2 separate regions of the Sus scrofa genome follow, and region 1 is linked to region 2. A link is a contact called in public targeted proximity ligation data. All regions are on one chromosome and are shown on one strand. The core of a region is the stretch at or near the end of the contact, and the rest is flanking DNA. Distances in the headings are between cores, read along the strand shown.

Region 1 (5,701 bases), core at 198-2,697, 42 kb after region 2:
GGTGGACCTCCACTACAGCTATGGCTTGGATTTGATTGCTGGTCTGGGAACTTCCATATGCCACTGGTGCAGCCGAAAAATAAAAATAAATAAATAAATACCCATAACCAGACAGGGTTCACTGGCCTGGGAGGGTTATATAGATTGAGAATGAAGTTCCTCTCTCTACTTGGAGCATACAGTTCAATAAATATTTTTAAATGGGGAGTTCCCGTCTCGGTGCAGTGGAAACGAATCTGACCAGGAACCATGAGGTTGTGGGTTTGATCCCTGGCCTCGCTCGGTGGGTTAAGGATCTGGCATTGCCGTGAGCTGTGGTGTAGGTTGCAGATGTGGCTCAGATCCTGAGTTTCTGTGGCTGTGGTGTAGGCCAGCAGCAACAGCTCCAATTGGACCCCTAACCTCCATATGCCAAGGGTATGGCCCCAAAAAGACAAAAAAAAATTTTTTTAATGGGACATTAAAAAAAAAAAAAAAAAAAAAAAAAAAGGAGTTCCTATCATGGCTCAGCAGTAACAAACCCGACTAGTATTCCTGAGGATGCAGGTTTGATCCCTGGCCTTGCTCAGTGCGTTAAGGATCTGGCGTTGCCATGAGCTGTGGTGGTACTGTGGTGTAGGTCGCAGATGCAGCTCAGATCCTGAGTTTCTGTGGCTCTGGTGTAGGCTAAAAGCTGCAGCTTGGATTCGATGCCTAGCCTGGGAACCTCCATATGCTGTGGATGTGGCCCTGAAAAAAAGACGAAAAAAAAAGGGGACCTAAGAGTGTGATGAGAAAACAACAATTTTGAGTTGCTACCTAGGCATTTTACAGTTTAACAACCCTGTCACACCAGAGTCTGGACATTTAGGTAAAGACCTAAGCTTAGGAGTCCCACTCCAAGTTCCTGTTTTGCTTTTCTTGGGGAACCTTTTAAAGTAACCACTTAGAGTGGAGCCCCAGAAAAGCTGGTGACCTCTGACCCTTGCTTGTTACCCTGCTTTCTTATTTCCTGCTTGCTTGTGACGGGGGGACAGAGAATTGGCTTTCCCCTGGCTCAATAGCATGGCCCTGTTCTCCCCATTTCCGGGATCTGTAAGTAATAAATCCTGTGACTCCCTTTGTGTGAGTGTACTGAAACTGTGCCTTCCATCAAAACTTCCCCAAAGTGTGAGCTTGGATGCTGAAGGAACTACCTGCCCGCACAATCTGGCTTGTGCTTCCTCGTTCAGCAGGTCAGAGTCTGCATAGTCCTAATATAATATAACAGCTATGGGACCCCCCAACACAAACAGGAAGAGAGGCAATAGAACTGCGTGTGTAAGTAGTTACCTTTTCTTCTGGGCAGTCCAGGGGTCAAGGTTTCAGGGCACGAGGGTGCTATGAATGAGATGGTCAGGCTGAGTGGTTCTGGGAGAGCGTGTGTTATGAATATCTGCATGCTCTTTTAACTTCAGGATTCTCGAATATGGTGAGTCTATGAGTGTGAATAAAAAAACACAATAAGGGGATATTCTAATCATGTCTATTTCAAACTGGTCATTGCTACTCTAAAAGCTTGTGTACATTTAATTTTTACCAGCCACTTTATTTTTATTTTAATTTTTTTCTTTTTGCCTTTTCTAGGACTGCTCCTGCAGCATATAAAGGTTCCCAGGCTAGGGGTCAAATCCGGCCTACACCAGAGCCACAGCAACACAGGATCCGAGCCACGTCTGTGACTTACACCCAAGCTCACGGCAATGCTGGATCCTTAACCCACTGAGCAAGGCCAGGGATCGAACCCACAACCTCATGGTTCCTAATTGGATTTGTTAACCACTGAGCCACGACGGGAACTCCAGCAGCTACTTTATTATCTTACAAATTCTTATAGTTTTTAGTTGATTAGGATTTCTAGAAGCACAATCATATTTGCAAGTAGAAGTAATTTTATCTCTTCTCTTTAAATATTTATGCCACTCTTTCCACTTTGTCTCATTCCTCCAATGGTAAACTCCACAAACGCAAGAATTTATTCACTGTTATTGACTGTTGAGCATAAAACAGCTAATAGCAAACATTCAATAAACATTTGTTGAATGAATAAATAAATCAGATAAAATCTTCAAAATAATGTTGAATATTTACGCTAATAGTGGATTTCTTTGCCTAGTTCTTCTATTTATTTATTTAAAAAATATTTATTTGGAGTTCCCCTCGTGGCTCAGCAGAAATGAATCTGACTAGTATTCCATGAGGGCGCAGATTTGATCTCTGGCCTCGCTCAGCGGGCTAAGGATCTGGCATTGCTGTGGCTGTGGCATAGGCCAGTAGCTACAGCTCCAATTGGACCCATAGTCTGGGAATCTCCACAAGTTGCGAGTGTAGCCCTAAAAAAATATATTTTTATTGAAGTACACTTGATTTACAATATTGCTTTAGTTCCAGATGTACAGTATAGTGAATCCTTTTCTAGTTCTTAATTTGAATATTTCAGCAGTTAACATGTTTATTGCTGGGTTTTGGCAAATAGATATTGTTGTGCTTATTATTTGATTATATTCCTATTTTGCATTGAGTTTTATTAGGAATGGCTGCTGATTTTCACAGTGCATTACTGATACAATGTTATGGACTTTCTCCCTCATTGTGTTGATGTAGTGAATTATGTTGAAAAATTAGTAAAAAGTATTAAAGTCCATGATCTGAAAAAAAAGATGAAATCGTAAGCTAAAGATCAAGAAATGACTATGGAAAGGTAAATCATATTTCTCTAAGGGGAAATTAATATAAAAATGTCAATCCAAGCGTTCCCTTGTGGCTCAGCAGGTTAATGATCTGGCGTTGTCACTGCTGTATCTTTGGTCACACTGTGGCATGGTTAGATCCCTGGCCCTGGAACTTCCACCTGCTGCAGGTATGGCCAAAAACAAATGTCAATCCCTCTCAAATTAGCAATTTTCCATTATTATTTTCCATTAAGAACCCCTATGGGGGGTTGTGGCCAAGATGCAGGAGGACCCTGAGCTTAACCTCCTCCCACGAGCACATCAAAACTGCAACCATTTACAGAGTGACTATCCATGAAAGTGACCTGAAGATTAGCAGAAAAGATCTACAGCTAAAAATACAAGGAAGGAACCATAATTGGACAGGTAGGAGGGGCAGAGGTGCAAATATAGTCAGGAGCCATACCCCCAGGGTGGACAACCCACAGACAGAAGGATAATTACAATTGCAGAGGTTTTCTCCAAGAAGTGATAAGTCTAGGTCCCATACTGGGCTCCCCAGGCCAGGGGTCCTGGCATCAAGATGATGAGCCCCCAAAATATCTGGCTTTCAAGGCCAGCAGGGCTTGCTTTTGGGAGAGCCAGATGGAAAGAGACTCCATTCTTAAGGTCACACACAAAATCCCTTGCTCTGAGACCCAGGGCAAAAGCAATGATTTGAGAGGGTCAGACCCACTTGCTGATCTTGGACAGCCTCTCAGAGAGGCAGGAAGCAACTGAAACTTAGCCTGGGGGCACAGATGCTGGCAGCAGCCACTTTTGGGAGTGCATCCCACCACAAGGACACTGGTGCTGGTAAGCTCCACTTTGGAATCTTCCCTCTAGCTTATTAGTGCCAGCCCTGGCCCTGCCCACCAGCTGGTTGCCACCAGTTGAATGCCCTAGACCAAGCAGTTAGCCAAATGGGGACAGAGTCCCACCTACCAGCAGGCTGGTTGCCTTAGGATTCCCCGAGCCCCCAGCTTTCCTGGAACTCCTGGGGCCCCTTGAAACTAGCCATCAGACCAAGCCCTGCCCACCAGCAGGCTGGCATTGGCCCTGGGACCTGGCCTTACCCACCAGTGGGCCATCACCAGCTCCAGGGCACCTCAGACTCTGCAGCCAGCCATGTCAGGAATTGCCCCATCCCACCAGCAGCCCAACAACAGTCCCTTGACTTCCCTGTGGACCACAGTCCTGCCCATCAGCAGACTGACACCAGCTCCAGGATGCCCAGCTCTGTAGCCAGTCACTTTGGGATCTGGCTCTACCCGCTTGTGGCCATCACCAGGCCTGGGACTCCTCTGGCCATGTAGCAAGCAGCAGCCAGGACCCAACCCTAACCACCGGTGGCTGGTAACCTCCACACAAGGCAGGGTCTAGCAACCAACCAAACCAGGGACCAGCCATGTCTACCAGCATATGCCAAGTAATCAGCCTTCACAACAGAAGGTCTTATGCAGCACACACAGAGGACGTAGAGGACATCCCTAAAGCAGATCATCCCTGGTGATCAGAGGGGAGTGTGCTGCTGGGCCCCACAGGACATTTCCTCAACAAGGCCACTTCTCCAAGACTGGGAAACATAACCTATCAAACACATAGAAAGGAAAACAGCAAATGAGGCAAAATGAGGCAATAGAGGAATATGTTCCAAATGAAGGAACATGATGGAGTTCCCGTTGTGGGGCAGTGGAAACGAATCCGACTAGGAACAATTAAATTGCTGGTGTGATCCCTGGGCTTGCTCAGTGGGTTAAGGATCTGGCATTGCTGTGAGCTGTGGTGTAGGTCACAGACGTGGCTTGGATCCCGCATTGCTGTGGCTCTGGCGTAGGCTGGCAGCAAAAGCTCTGACAAGGCCCCTAGCCTGGGAACCTCCATATACCATCAGTGCGGCCCTAAAAAGATGAAAAAGACATCAAACAAACAAACAAACACCCCAAAAAGGAGTTCCCATAGTGGCTCAATGGTTAATGAATCCGACTAGGAACCACGAAGCTGCAGGTTTGATTCCTGGCTTTGCTCAGTGGATTAAGGATCTGGCATTGCCGTGAGCTGTGGTGTAGGTCGCAGACACGGCTCAGATCCCGTGTTGTTGTGGCTCTGGTGTAGGCCGGCGGCTACAGCTCTGATTTGACCCATAGCCTGGGAACCTCCATATGCCATGGGAGTGGCCCAGGAAATGGCAAAAAGACAAAAAAAAAAAAAAAAACCCAACAAAAAACCAAAAAAAAAAAAAAAAATGAAGGAACAAGATAAAACCTCAGAAGAAGCATGAAGTGAAGGTGTGAAAAAGAGTTCAAAGTAATGACTGTAAAGATGTTCAAAGAATTCAGAACAAGACTGGATGAATACAGGGCGAAGCTAAAAATTTTCAACAAAGAGAAAATATAAAGAAAAATCAAACAAAGCTGAAGAACATAGTAACTGAAATAAAAATTACTCTAAAGGGAATCAACAGTATATTAAGTGATACAGAGGAACAGACCAGCAAACTGGAAGACAGAGTAGTGGAAATCACTCAAGCTGAACAAAAAAAAAAAAAAAAAGAAAAAAAAAAGGATTTTTAAAAATGGGAATGGTTTGAGAGACCTCAGGAAAAACATCAAGCATACCAACATTCACATTATAGGGGTCCCAGAAGGAGAAAAGAGAGAAAGGTGCAGAGAACATATTTTAAGACCTAATAGCTAGAAACCTTCTTAACTTGGGAAAGGAAACAGATACACAGGTCCAGGAATCAAAGAGAGTCCCAAACAAGATCAATCCAGAGAGGACCACACCAAGACACACTGGGTAATTAAAATATCAAAATTAAAGATAAAGATGGAATGTTTAAAACAGCAAGAGAAAAGCAACAAATAACATACCAGGAAACTCCCATAAGGCTATTAGCTGGCTTTTTAGCAGAAACTGCAAATCAGAAGGGAGTGGCATGACATAATCACAAGGGATGAAAGGGAAAAACT
Region 2 (6,125 bases), core at 3,225-5,724:
TGGGGCCCCTTCCTCCTCGGGAAACAGCACCACCCTCCTGACCTTGGGCAAGCACCCCCTTCTCAGCCTCTCCCCCTAGCCCTGGCCTCTCTGAATTGCTTTCCCCTCCAGAGGCCCACGTCTCCGGTGGTAACCTTGAGGGCTGGGCAGCGTCCACGGCATCTGCTGACTTGTCAGGGGTAGAGTTCCTTTCCCTACTTCCACCTGATTTTTTTCGAGGGCGCCCCCGTTTTCTTTTGGCGTCACTTCCTGTATCCTCTACATCCTGCTTTGTTGCTTTGGCTGGTGGGTCCTGCCCACTGGCCTCACTCACAGGTACTTCAGCTGTCCTCTTGACACCCTTGTCATGGGGTCCCGGGTCACCACCTATGCTCACTTCCCTGTTCTCTGTGCCCCTCGGCTGAGTGAGCCCCCCAGGTGGAGCTTGACCAGGCCCAGGCCCGGGGCCAGGTCCGGGTCCGGGTCCAGGTCCAGGCAAAGCAGGAACAGTTGGTAAGATCATGTTAAAGATGGGCACAGCTGCTTGGGGTCCACCACCCCTACTGGGAAGAGGCAGTGTAGCCATTTTCAGAGTGCCTGAAGAAAGCTTGGGGGCCAGAATGGATGGAGAGACTCGGATTGGTGGAATAGGTGAGGGAGGGGCCCGGGGGAGGAGCAGAGGCAGCCGGGCCACTAGGGCATTAACGTGAGGGTTACTGGGTGCTGGCACCGGGGTCTCTACTACACTCTTCTTCCGCTCTCCACGTGCTGGGGGGCCAGCCCCAGCCCGGGCTTCCAGCTCCTTAGGAGGCTAAAGAGTAAAGAGAGGAGCACAGTAAGTGAGAACACTGGAAAATGGAGGGAATGTGGGAACAGCAGGTGAAAAATACTGGACCCACTGTGGGAAGACTATACTAAATTCCTAGCCCAGGGGAGCAAGGTCAAGGCCAGGTTCCTTACCTGGGCCTGTCTCTCTGGTCTCTTGTGGGCTCCACCTTCCAGGTTCTCTACGCCATTCTTGGATTTAGACGACCGCTCCCGAGGGGCATGCTCGTCCTCTTCTGCAGAGATGCCAGAAAAGGTAACCAGGTGAAGAGGAAAGAGAATGGAGGAGTGAGGCGCCTCTGACTGCCTGGCGGAGGCAGAGAGAAGGTGGTCTAAGACATGTTCTAGAAGGGTCTCTAGGAATGACAGAAGGCAAATCCAAGGTGTCTCTATCCTAGTACGTGGGAGGGACTGCGAGGTTCAAAGTGGCTGAGGACACTCAGGATATGAGAGGGGGTCCACCCACCAGCAAGCCCCATGGCCTTGAGCACATGGGCATGTGCAGATCGGGCAGAGATAAGATGCTGCTGCAGCAGGAAGCGGGCGACCTCGACAATGGAACTGAAGGACCGTTTCAGGATCCGTTCTGCCCAGTCACAGGTCAGGGCACAGGCTGCTTCGACCAGCTCATCCCGAGGTGCTGGGGTTACTTCTGGGCCCATTTCTGGCTGCGGGGGGTGTGGAGAAGGATACAACCAATCACACTCTGAAGAAAGGGCCCTCCGCCCCTCTCAGACACCGATGTTGACCATAAGTAAGCTCAGACTGGGGATGGGAGTAGCCTCTATCATCTCCTCCTAGAAACCTACAAATTCTCTTCCTCCTCTGCCTCAGCCACAGGGTGGGCAGAAGGGCCTATCCTATACACTCAGAAACTGTGCAGAGTGACCTAGGCTGTGTCAGCCTTCAGAACATGTCCCAAAGTCCTCGGACTTGGAGAGAGAGTTCGGTCAGAGGGTTGGCTGTTACTTACACTCTCAGAGCCCTTTAGGTCAAGTCCGGGCAAGGGTGGCATAGATACCAAGGTCTTCCTTCGTATGCCACTGTAGCAATATCTGCCAAAAGTTAAGGAGCCACCAACACGTGGGCATCTCCCAGCCCCTTAGGAAAGCTGGGCTGTTTCCACTCCTGGCTCTTCGCATCCTGTTTTCCTCCCCAGGTCCTTTAGCCCAACCTTTTCAATCAAGGATACTTGGACTGGCCCCGGCCACCAAGCCTTCGCGCCTTGATGTCAGGGAAGATCTCTCTGATGATTTTGCCAAAGTTGGCTGTGCTGAGTGGGCGGCAGCAGGCAAGGCTTTCACAGTACTTCCTGAGTGTGGGGAGGGGGGCAGAGTGGGAAGACAAAGAGGTCATGGATGGGTTCAGAGGGTCCCTGGGGATCAAGGTTGGGACATTCTTTAAGAAGTCAGGCTCTGTCAAGGCAAGGAGGTCTCCAGGGGTGAGAAGGTGGTCCTATGCCCCCCATCCACCCACCGATAGGCATCATAAACACTTTGTTTCGGCAGACAGGTGTCCGTATGCTCTTCTAGATGGTTGCGGATCCACCTGTAAGCATACATGTACTCCTCATTGCTGAGTGTGCTTGGCTCTGAGCTGCAAGAGAAGTAAGAGAGACAAGTATTACTAACATCCTAACAGTTGCCCTGGTTCTATCTGGACTATTGCTTCCGTAGGGCTGGACTGAATCAGTTCATCCAGAACCCACCTTCCCCTAGTAAACCAAGGCAGGACAGGGAACGTTCTTCTTGATTAGGGACAGCTGTTATGAGTATTCTTATTCACCTGACCCTTTTCAGGGAGCCCTTCTTTGAGAGTCAGAACCTCTGAGATCCAAGACTCTAGCACCACACCTACCTTTTGTCCCCAGTACTGGGCCCTGAGGGGAGCTGAAGGTAGAGATACAGCTTGTCGTTGTCTGAGAATTTCTGTACATCTTGCTGAGGCAGGGAGGAACAGAGGCAGGAGAAATAATAAGGCCGAGAAGGACCCAAGGTAGGACCCTCTGACCCTTACCCAAAACTCTAGCTGACTTAGTAACTGTCACATGGGAAAAAGACCTCAGAAATGATTTGAGGCTGGGTGCTCACTATGCCCTGAGGAGCCCTTATGGGCCACTAGGATGAGAGGGGGAGTGGAGGGGGTCAGCTCTGATTTTATTTCTATGCGGCTTTTACACAAGAGGTCACACAGACGCTCAAGGGGAAAGTGATGGCAACTTGCAAAGCCAGTTACTTCTGACAGGGCAGACAACATACCTCTCTCACAGAGAACTTTCCTACCGATAGCCTCACTATCATTCTCCACCAACTGCATCTCTCTATTGCCCTCTTCCCCCAAATACTCACCAGGATTCCCTCTACTTTGTTCTGCACGGCCTTGCTGTGGAGAAGAAGAGAAAGCTGGAGGTCATACACAAAAATTTTCCCCATCCCTGGGTCTTTCTGCCAGGGAGAGGAAGAGGGCTGAAAAAACCAGCAGGTGCTCAAGAACTGCTATGATGATGAAGACGCTCCCCTGATGGGATACACTTGCTTGGGGAATGGCAGATTGTCGAGAGAGACAGTAAGTGCTTACAGGGGTGGATACCCAGGTCTGGAATGAGGTTTGGAGATGGTGATGAGTACTTACGAAATGGTACCTCGGAGCCTCTGAAGAAGGGTGGTGGGTTCCCCTGCCTCGGCACTACCTGAGGGGGCCCTTCCCCCTGTCTTTGGGCTTTTAGCATCAGGTTCATCTTCTGCCATCCTGGCATGAGGGCTAGAGGTGAGAGAAGACAGGACATGAAGATTTAACTTCCTTTCCCCTCATGGAGGCCCCAGGACCACTCCTCTCCTCTCTACCCAGAAAGAGAGACAAGCAGAAAAAAAAAAAGCCTCAGAATTGCTCCAGTGGTCTTTTTTTCTTCCCCACCACTTATCTTTTCCAAACGTTATAAATTCTTCCAGTACTTCTCCAGGCCCATCTATACCCCAAGAGATCTTTGCCATCTCCATTCTATCTGCCCCACCTTTCTGCAGTCTGCTAAAAGTGGAAAACCGTAAAGGAAGAGATGGGGGTTTGGGAATCACGTTAGAAATTTTCCTTTCTGCTTCTGACCCCGCTACTGCCATCCTTCCTTCCCCTCAAAAACAACCACCACAAGACAAAGTTCTTTAATTCTCTAATATAGTCCGCATCACTGAATCGGCCTGGGAGGTTAGAAAGGATACGAACATATTCTGCCTTCCAGGCTTGGAAAAAACTGGGCCCAAGTTCTCATTATTTAATCTCGCCACGGCTTCCCCCGCAGCTCCCCCTCCCCACGTCGCAGGCCCCTACGTCACCTCCCTCAACATCCCATCCTGATGCGCGCCCCCACTTCCCTCCCTTCCCCCTCTATTCAATCCCTCGTTGCAGCAAAGTGGGGGGGAGGGGGAGTTCAGGGCTGCGGAACTCCTGGGCTGGGCGTATGAACCCGGTAGGGAGAATGGGGTCCCAGACTCGGGGCACGTGCACATGGGTGAAGAAGCCGTTGAAAATACAGCCAAAATATTTTTCTGCGCTCCTCCCAACTCATATTGCCCCCTCCCTACCTTTCAACAGTCGCCTTCCAACACAAGCAACATTAAAGGTAAGGGAGAAAGAGAAACTACCTCGTAGCCACCTTCACTTCAGCCCAGCCCCACGGTCCTGGCCCAGCGGGCTCGTGCGTTGCTTTATTTTCTTTTTTCTGAATGGCTGGAACAGCCCCGATCTGCCTAGATACTCGTACTGCCCGCTCTATCATTGGTCGTTGCTGCCACCCGGAGACAGTAGGCGCCGGTCTCGTACCGGCGGCAGCTAAAGTCTGCCTGGTAACAGAATCCGATTGGTCAATAGGGGAGGGAAAATCCAAAGTTGGTCTTATTTGAGTCAAGAGGGGGAAGTCCGGGTTAGGTTTCGGTTAAAACTGGGGTCGGTTGGGACTGCCGGTCCCAAGAGGTTCTTCTCTTAAAGGGACCGCAGGACGAAAGACTGGGCGCTCGGCTTCTTTTGGAGCTTTCTTTTCTCGTGCCGTCTTTCAGTTTTGCTTTCGGTGATCGCAGCTACTGGAAGAAAAGACTCAATGGATGATAAAATCACTAGAAAATTATAGGAAGTAGTGATGGAAGTTCGATATGAGCTCACATTACCCACTTCTGATGAAAAACAAGTTGAACCATTGCCCCCACCACCCAACACAACCAAATAGACACAACAAACCTGCAAACACAGGCTCACATTACTCATTGATGGAGGCCTCCAAACCTCAGCAGCTGTACCACATTAAACTAAAGTGCCTTTAGTGTTCATAAGTTTCCCGTGTGTACTTTATTTTCTTCCAAAGAGTTGTTAATGCCTTTGCATCCCCACAGTTCTGCACTCAGTGAACACTGGAATTTTGACTGACTCCCCCAGAGGGTGCTGGATGCCCACAGGAACTGACCTTTTTCTCTTCAGAGAACATTGTTACTGAAAGGTCATGAGTTCTTAACCCTCTTAGTTAAGGCTTTTTAAGGCCAAGAGTCAAATAAATTCAAGGGACTCTCTGGCATGAAAAATGCAGGTACAGACCGAGTGGTGCATCTAAGGTCAGAAGTCACGGGGACTCCAGGTTAGCCACGCTGTGAATGGACAGTATTTTTTTTTTTTTTTTTTTTTTTTTTTTGCACAGCAGCTATGTTACACACAAAGCCATATTTGTGATCCTGACTTATACATTCTCCAGTCTCATCATCACTGTGCTTTTGTAAAGAGGCTGGCAATGTTGCCTGATCTCATTACCATGGCCCATTGGAGCCTCCATTTCCCTACTACCAGCTTCCTGGAGGGAACCCAGGGGATTGATTGCAGAGTTGGGGGAATGATTGCAGAGTTGCGGGAATGAGGATATACTGGAAAGAAGGTTTTCTAGTAACAGCTAAAATGTATTTGGTGGATACTGTGTGCCAGACACCATACCAAATATTAAAGACCTCATTTGGGGAGCTCCCATTGTGGCACAGCAGAAAGGAATCAGAATAGTATCTATGAGGATGTGGGTTTGATCCCTGGCCTCACTCAGTGGGTTAAGGATCTGGCATGGCAGTAAGCTGTGGGGTAGGCTAGTAGCTGTAGCTCCAATTCACCCCCTAGCCATGGGAACTTCCATATGTCTCAGGGGCAGTCCTAAAAAGCAAAAAAATAAAAATTAAAAATATAAAGACCTCATTTTGGAGTTCCCGTCGTGGCTCAGTGGTTAACAAATCTGACTAGGAACCATGAGGTTGCAGGTTCAATCCCTAGCCTTGCTCAGTGGGTTAAGGATCCGGTGTTGCCGT

The links.
Region 1: a targeted proximity ligation map of alveolar macrophages shows a contact between it and region 2. A contact is called at or near these places in 9 of 47 Hi-C or Micro-C datasets (alveolar macrophages, brain, embryonic fibroblasts and 6 more) and 1 of 2 datasets of targeted methods (alveolar macrophages).

What each region holds. Positions count from the first base shown.
Region 1 is chr4:97,856,671-97,862,371 of Sscrofa11.1, reverse strand. It overlaps SELENBP1 (selenium-binding protein 1), which reads right to left and starts at 1,447. Exons shown (of 13, transcript XM_013997151.2): 1 at 1,312-1,447.
Region 2 is chr4:97,900,819-97,906,943 of Sscrofa11.1, reverse strand. It overlaps RFX5 (DNA-binding protein RFX5), which reads right to left and starts at 4,474. Exons shown (of 10, transcript XM_005663455.2): 1 at 4,380-4,474; 2 at 3,436-3,564; 3 at 3,153-3,186; 4 at 2,662-2,744; 5 at 2,281-2,400; 6 at 1,997-2,116; 7 at 1,778-1,859; 8 at 1,271-1,472; 9 at 940-1,040; 10 at 1-790. The coding sequence starts at 3,551.